2 separate regions of the Macaca mulatta genome follow, and region 2 is linked to region 1. The links are chromatin contacts, called in public Hi-C maps. All regions are on one chromosome and are shown on one strand. The core of a region is the stretch at or near the end of the contact, and the rest is flanking DNA. Distances in the headings are between cores, read along the strand shown.

Region 1 (3,557 bases), core at 660-3,159:
TGCATATATATCCCGATTCTAAAACAGAAGTTGCAAAAGAAAACGATCCATTTGGTTTTTTTCTTTGAGACAGAGTCACTCTGTTGCCCAGGCTAGAGTGCAATGGCGCCATCTTGGCTCACTGCAACCGCCGCCTCCCGGGTTCAAGCGATTCTCCTGCCTCGGCCTCCTGAGTAGCTGGGATTACAGGCATGCACCACCACGCCCGGCTAATTTTGTATTTTTAGTAGAGACGGGGTTTCACCATGTTGGTCAGGCTGGTCTCGAACTCCTGACCTCAGATGATCCACCTGCCTCGGCCTCCCAAAGTGCTGGGATTACAGGCATGAGTCACCATGCCCCGCCAGGATCCATTTCTTTAGTTCCAGAAAAGTCCCTCTACCAACTCTCATTGGTCTGGCTCAGATCATGGGGCCAACCCTAAGCCAATCTCTGATTAGCCAGACTTGGGTCCTGTTTCCATTCCTAGAGCTGGGGATGGGTGTGCCTCATCTAAACCATGCTGTCTGAAGAGCAAGGGAATGGTTTACCACTACTACCCTGCTTGAGAAAAAAACATTTTTTGACAGTTTAAACTGCATCATTGACTGCAATGAAGAAAACTTAGAAGTTAGCAAATCATCTCTAAACATTTTAAAGGAATGAAGCAGAAAATGTAAGACAGGCTAGTAATTGATCCAAAGGAGAAATTCTGAAGGCCAGAAGATAGGAGTCAGCTAATACTGTAATAAATAATTTAGATAATATCCATATAGAACAACTGTAGGTCCAATCCATCCGAGTGCAACGCTGAAGGGACGTATTGATTGCATAGGCCAGAATGTTGGCAAAAAGCTGATAAATCCTGCAGGGTGCCACCTGACCACGTGCTGCAAACAAATAACAGCTATAGAGAGGAGAGGCTTGGTTCAATTTCGGTCTTGACTGGTCTGAAGACTCCAGAGGCGGGACGAATTTGCGGACAGTTCTACCCCATCCCACATGGCGTCAGCTTCCCTTCCATTCTCATGACTCCATGGTCCATGGCTCCAACCTGGGCCTCTGTTAGGCTGTGTCCTGTGGCACCTTAAACTCAGGCAAATTAAAAACTGTTCGTGGACTCTACTCTGCTCCCACCTAACCCTCCATCCAAGTCATTGTCCAAGCCAGAAACGGGAGTCATCTCAGATACCTTTCCCACCCTCACCCCACATGCAATCGCTGGATTCCATTCACCTCCTAAGTGTCTCAGTTCATTCTTCCATCCCTCCCGCCACTGGTTTAGTTAGGCACCTCCATTCTCACCTGGACCATCGCTGTAGCCTCGGAGCTTCTGACTGTGTCTCTGGTTGCAGCCCCTACACGCCCTCCTCACAGGAGCAGAGCGATCTTTCTAAACTGCGAAATCAAATCCTTCCAGCACCTGGAGCGAAGGCCAAGCTCCTCAGCTTAGAAGCTAGGCTGCCAGCATGTGGAGTGGGAATGGAAAAGTACATCGGGGCACGAGGGGTATTCGGATGAGGGAAGGCCAGTATCGGTCGCTGAGACCTTAGAGTGTTTCCGAGCTGAGGAGGAAGATATTCACGCGGGCAAGGGGACCCCATCCGTGAAACAGGCCCTGGGGAGGCTGAAGGAGCGCGGCGCGAGCGAAGGCAGAGGGCGGGGCCCCGAGGCCGGCAGGCGCTGCAGTGTCGGGGGTGGCGAGTCAGCCAGGGCCAGGGGAGGTCTGGGCTGGGCCGGGAGGCCGGCAGCCTCCGGGGGCGGAGCCAGGCGACAGGAGGCCTCTGGGGCGGGGCCTTGAGGACTGGGGCGGGGCCTGGAGGCTGATGGCCTCCGGGCGGCAGGGGGCAGCCTCTCCCAAGGCGGCGGCTCTCGGTTCCCTGCTCCGCGTCTTTCGGGCATACAGTGACCTCGGGCGGCGGGTCGCGTCGGCCGGGCATGGCGGCATGGAGCCCGGCCGCGGCAGCGCCTCTGCTTCGCAGGATCCGCGGGGTGAGCGCGGGCAGGGTCGGGGCTGCTCTCCCCGCGACGGGAGCTGCGGAGGGACAGCGGGTCCGGCGGCTGTCGGGGCTTGAGGAACAGCTCCCGGAGGGCGCGCGCAGCACCTGCAATGGGGGGGCTCCTCTTCCTTTCTCTCATTCATTCATTCTTTCGTTCATTCATTCACTCAGCGATAACGGCATTCGAAATTTCAAGCTCCAGCGCGCTCTGGGGGAGCTCCCGAGCTGGATGGAGGTTGAAGGTCAGGCGGACGAACACATGAACAGTCATAGTACAGCGGGCAAAAGATTGATTTACGGAGCAGAAGAGAGGAGTCATAGCCCCAGAGTCAAGGCGTGGGTGCGGGGGACTGCAGCGGGGCCGGGGCCTTGGGAAGGTCGACTGGGCCTCTGACCTTGATCCTCCTCCAAATCCCACACTACCGGAGCAGAACCCAAGCAGGGGGCACTTCCCACGCGCTGTCCTAATCTCTCCCCGTTTCTGATCCATCCTTTGCTTCAGCTCATACCCTTCTTTCTCTTTCCTTTCATTTTCCTTCTCCCCTGGTTCTGAACCTGCTTCTCCTGTGCATGAAAAGAAGTTCTTCCACTGCGGTGACTTTCAGCATGGACAGTGATCATCTGGGGATGTCAGTTGATTGTTCCACTAAAGGCCGCTGCCCACAGATCCACTAAGATAAAAGGCTTCTCCCAAGGATTCTGCAACGCTCACCACTCTCACCCCTTAGTAGCTGCCGATTCTGCCTGCCATCTGGTTACTCTCCGCCTTTACCCCCAAGATTGTGCCCCCAGAAGCAGCTCCATCCCACCCTCACTCCCAGCAATCCTGCCCAGCCTCTGAACATCAAGTTTCTGTCCCTCCATACAGACCATCACACTCTGGGCCTTTCTCCCGTCCTGCATTTCTGTCCCTAATTGAATAGTTCTTCCCCTGCTCATTCATTCATCCGGCACCAAGTGCCTCTGAGAGCCTGCCCTGGGGTCAGCTCTGGGATGCTGCCGGACTCATTTCTGGCCTGTAAGACCAGTGGTGAGAGAGCCAGTGCACAGCTCATTTTAAAGGAGTGGTGCTCTGAGATTCTGTGACACAGGACCCTGCTCTGAGCTTTCAGGAAGGACTGAGGGGTAGAGGGGTGGGACCTTCAGCACCAGCACCCATGAACGGCCCTGGTGTCCTCCAACCTGTCATCTACGTCTAGTCAAGGACCAGTGCCCGGTGCTTCCGTCATTGTAATGCCTCTTACTTGGGCATCTCTCCTGACTCGCTCCTGAAGGCACTGTTTCCTGCAGGTTACTTTGGTACCATGAGACTGGGTTCCATCACCTGGAGTCCCATCTCCTGTCTGATACAGTCCACAATATTTAGCCTGGCATTCAAGGCCTGCCACACTCCATTCCCAGTTTGCCTTTTCAGCATGCACTCAGCCCAGCCAAGTGACTGCCGACCTGCTTTTCTGCTCCTTCACTACTAAATGTTGAGATGTGTTCCATCAGAAACACGGGCTCCCCTGGCCAGGCACGGTGGCTCACGCCTGTAATCCTAGCATTTTGGGAGGTTGAGGTGGGTGGATAACCTGA
Region 2 (3,464 bases), core at 203-2,702, 330 kb after region 1:
ATTATTTCTCCTTCCAGATACCCACATACCTCCACCCCAGTACCTGGCACAGTGCACTCAGTGAACTTTCGTGAGGATTGTTCACTGACTTCAAGGTTGACCATTTTTATCTAATCTGAGAGTAACTGACATCTTCTGTGGTGTCCTTTTTCATATTTGAGCGCAAGGTGAGTTAGGGGAACTGGTCTGGGAATTAATGCTCATAATTGTAACTCTGCTCACTAAACTACTATAGTCAATCTATAAAATCATTCATTTATCATTATCATGGCAAGAGATTTGAATCTTGAAAACATTTACTCATCTTCATAGACTAAACACTCTGAATAACAAAAAGGCACGATGGTAACTTGCATTGCAAAAACCCCTGGGGTCCCAAAACTCCAGTAATTCTAGTCTTTCTAGATATAGTTGCTGTTAGAATCAGACTCCAAATTCCAACCAGATATCGCCACTGTCATCTCCAAAATAAATCTGGGTATTTGACACACATTGCATTACAGCAGACCCTAATCAGTATGCTCTAGAATATACAAACTACAGTAGAATAAATCTTGGAATTCAAGGCCCTGTGGCAACTGGCCCTCCCCAACAGAGATCTTTTGCTTCAGTCAGGATTCCAATCTGCCCAGGCATCCTCACATTTCAGTTTCATTTGTCTATCCAGTTTTTCTTTTCTACTACAACTCTTCCCTCAGGGGTAGTCTTCTCTCAGTCAATTCCCTCTTTAGGTCTCTTCAATATTCGGATCACAATTCTTTCACAAAGCTTCCCCTCTAAAACACCCTCACTAAGAGCACAAAAGCCGTGAGGACTACTAAGGAGGCAGAGATAGTCCATCTCTCACGAGGCCTCTTTAGGGACTAGGAAAGCCGCAAACATATCTAAAACCTCCCCAAGTAATTAGTAAACCTAGTCCACAGTCCATGAAAGTTAACTGAAACAGAGGATGCTCGTTGCATCTCAGTACCTCTTGGGAGAGGTTCTTGTGGGTTAAGAAAGGAACCACCTCCCGAGGCCAGGAAGCGGCGCCGGTTACCACCCGGTTGAGCAATTCCAAAAAGGGGAAGCAGCATCTGCAAGTGAGGGGGGAAAGGCGGCGTGAAGGACCGAGGGGGAAAAACGAGGAGGAGAAAGGAAGTAGCAGGAATGAGCGGAGGGGGCATATACAGTGGAGAGGGCTCTATCGACAACTGTTTGAGGAACCCTCTTGAAGCCACTCAAGACCAACTTGCCAACCCCAGGCACAATCATCCAGGGTTTTTGGGATCTTTCAAACGCAGGAGGCAGGGAAGCGCTGGGCCTGGCTGGTCAGGCGCCAGCCCGCGGAGACCGAAGCCTTCGGGTACCTCGAGCGAGGCAAGCCGGGCAGGGGACTCGGGGAGAGAAGGCTGCAGGCCCCACACTCACGGCGGCCGCTCCCCTTCAGAGTCCGACCACGCTTGGAGGCCCTGCACCACCACGTTCCCGGGACCCTTCCCCACCTTTCCCAGCGGATGACACTCGGAGGTTCCGGAAACGTCACATCCGGCGCCCGCTCCGCCCACTCCCGCTCGTCTGTCTATTACATTCCCAATGATTTAGGACTTGGAATGGAGAGCTAGTAGGTGGGGCTAGAATCGGCACCTGCGGAAAATCCGACCAATGAGGAGCGAACGACACAGCGGCCATCTTGGTAAAGGAAAAGGAACAAGGAAGAAGGTGGAACTAATGACCAAGCTAAGGTTTGCTTTTAAAATTATTTTGATTTGGGGTAGCCCCTCATGACACTCACAATACTGCTGCATTTAAGGAGGGATTGCTGATCCCAGTACAACTGCAGACTTAGCTAAACTAACCAGGATTTATAAATTGGGGACAGAAAGTCTTTCGAATGTATTTTTTAGCTTGTATTATACTCTACACAAAATTGGTAGTCTTAGTTATTAGGCAATATCTAACACTAATATTATTCCTTAGGAAAGAACATAAGTCTAACTTTTTGTTTTTTTTTAAAGACAGGGTCTTTCAGTGCCACCCAGGCTGGCACAGGAGTGCAGTGGCGTGATCATAGCCCACTGTGGTCTCCAACTTATGGACTCAAGCGATCTTCCTGCCTCCGCCTCCCAAAGTACCGGGATTACTGGCGTGTACCACCGCACCCAGATGAGACTAACGTTTTAATGTCAAAAAACCTATAAAATATTCGGAAAAAAAAGAGTTTAATCTCTAAGAGCCATTGTGCAAAAGCAGTGAAGACCCAAAGATCTGTATGACACTGTTCCTGCCCTGAGACCGGGACAAGGTGGTTTTATGCATCAAATACAGAATGGCACGTTCTGCACGTAGATGTGTGTCTGTGTGAATCCATATACATCCTTTTTCCGGAAAGGTCCTACAAGCTTGCTAGTGATTCTGTCTCAGGAGACTTTGTGAAACATTAGGCTTTGGTTTAAAAGTCTAAGGCTCTGGGGGCCACTTTCCCAAAATTTGGGAGCCTTGCTGTGAGTTTGTTAGTGTGATGGCATGACGTATTATTCAAGGTCTAGCTTAAAGCCCTAATTCAGGTGTTGCCTCCTCCACCTAGCCAGCCTCCAGATCTCTCATTTCTCCCAAACTCTGTTGTGTATATATCTGTTGGAGTTAGGTGAAGTGATTCTGTGTAGTCATCAACTTTTCAGACTTAGGGTTGAAGTACTTACTTGCATCATCACCTCTCCTTCTGCCCCCAGCAAGCACTAATATGCATGGGTCTACTGTCAACTCTCATGGATCTACTACAGATAGATCTGGGAAGATAACTGTACAGGGCACGCTATTGTGTCTTCAAAACTCTCTCTACTGACTCTCTTCAGAACGTAAACATGATGGGTTGGGCCTAAAGAAATGGATGCACTGGAGATGCTGGTCATTGGGTGGACATATAGTGCAGATGGGGTCCTGGCAGGAGGCAAAACAGGTCAAAATCGGATCCATTCAACCTCTCAATAAATGTTTACTGAGTGTCTACTATGTGCCAGGTTCTGTTCTAGGTGTTAGGGATACATCAGCAAACAAATCCAGCAGGTGGATACTCTAGTGATGGAAGTATAGGTAGAAGTACAGCTGGTGGGAGGCCGGGCGCGGTGGCACAAGCCTGTAATCCCAGCACTTTGGGAGGCCGAGACGGACGGATCATGAGGTCAGGAGATCGAGACCATCCTGGCTAACACGGTGAAACCCCGTCTCTACTAAAAAATACAAAAAAACTAGCTGGGCGAGGTGGCGGGCGCCTGTAGTCCCAGCTACTCGGGAGGCTGAGGCAGGAGAATGGCGTGAACCCGGGAGGCGGAGCTTGCAGTGAGCTGAGATCCGGCCACTGCACTCCAGCCTGGGTGACAGAGCGAGACTCTGTCTCAAGAAAAAAAAAAAAAAAAAAAAAGAAGTACAGCTGGTGGGGTAGGGAACAGGGGCATCTGCTCCCATTCAGCACAATCTCTAAAGTA

The links. A called contact is a pair of places that touch in the nucleus more often than the background predicts.
Region 2: a contact with region 1 is called in a Hi-C map of fetal cortex germinal zone, with 5 times the contacts expected there. The contact joins the promoter of STAMBP here to the promoter of BOLA3 in region 1. A contact is called at or near these places in 4 of 14 Hi-C or Micro-C datasets (blood, cortical neurons, fetal cortex germinal zone and 1 more).

What each region holds. Positions count from the first base shown.
Region 1 is chr13:50,664,524-50,668,080 of T2T-MMU8v2.0, forward strand. It overlaps BOLA3 (bolA family member 3), which reads left to right and starts at 1,910. Exons shown (of 4, transcript NM_001265651.1): 1 at 1,910-1,971. The coding sequence starts at 1,918. It overlaps LOC106993013 (a long non-coding RNA gene), which reads right to left and starts at 1,754. Exons shown (of 2, transcript XR_001439181.3): 1 at 1,285-1,754; 2 at 1-1,065.
Region 2 is chr13:50,991,221-50,994,684 of T2T-MMU8v2.0, forward strand. It overlaps STAMBP (STAM binding protein), which reads right to left and starts at 1,453. Exons shown (of 11, transcript NM_001260604.1): 1 at 1,411-1,453; 2 at 971-1,076. LOC106993010 (a long non-coding RNA gene) reads left to right here and starts at 1,661. Exons shown (of 4, transcript XR_013402695.1): 1 at 1,661-1,724; 2 at 1,998-2,284.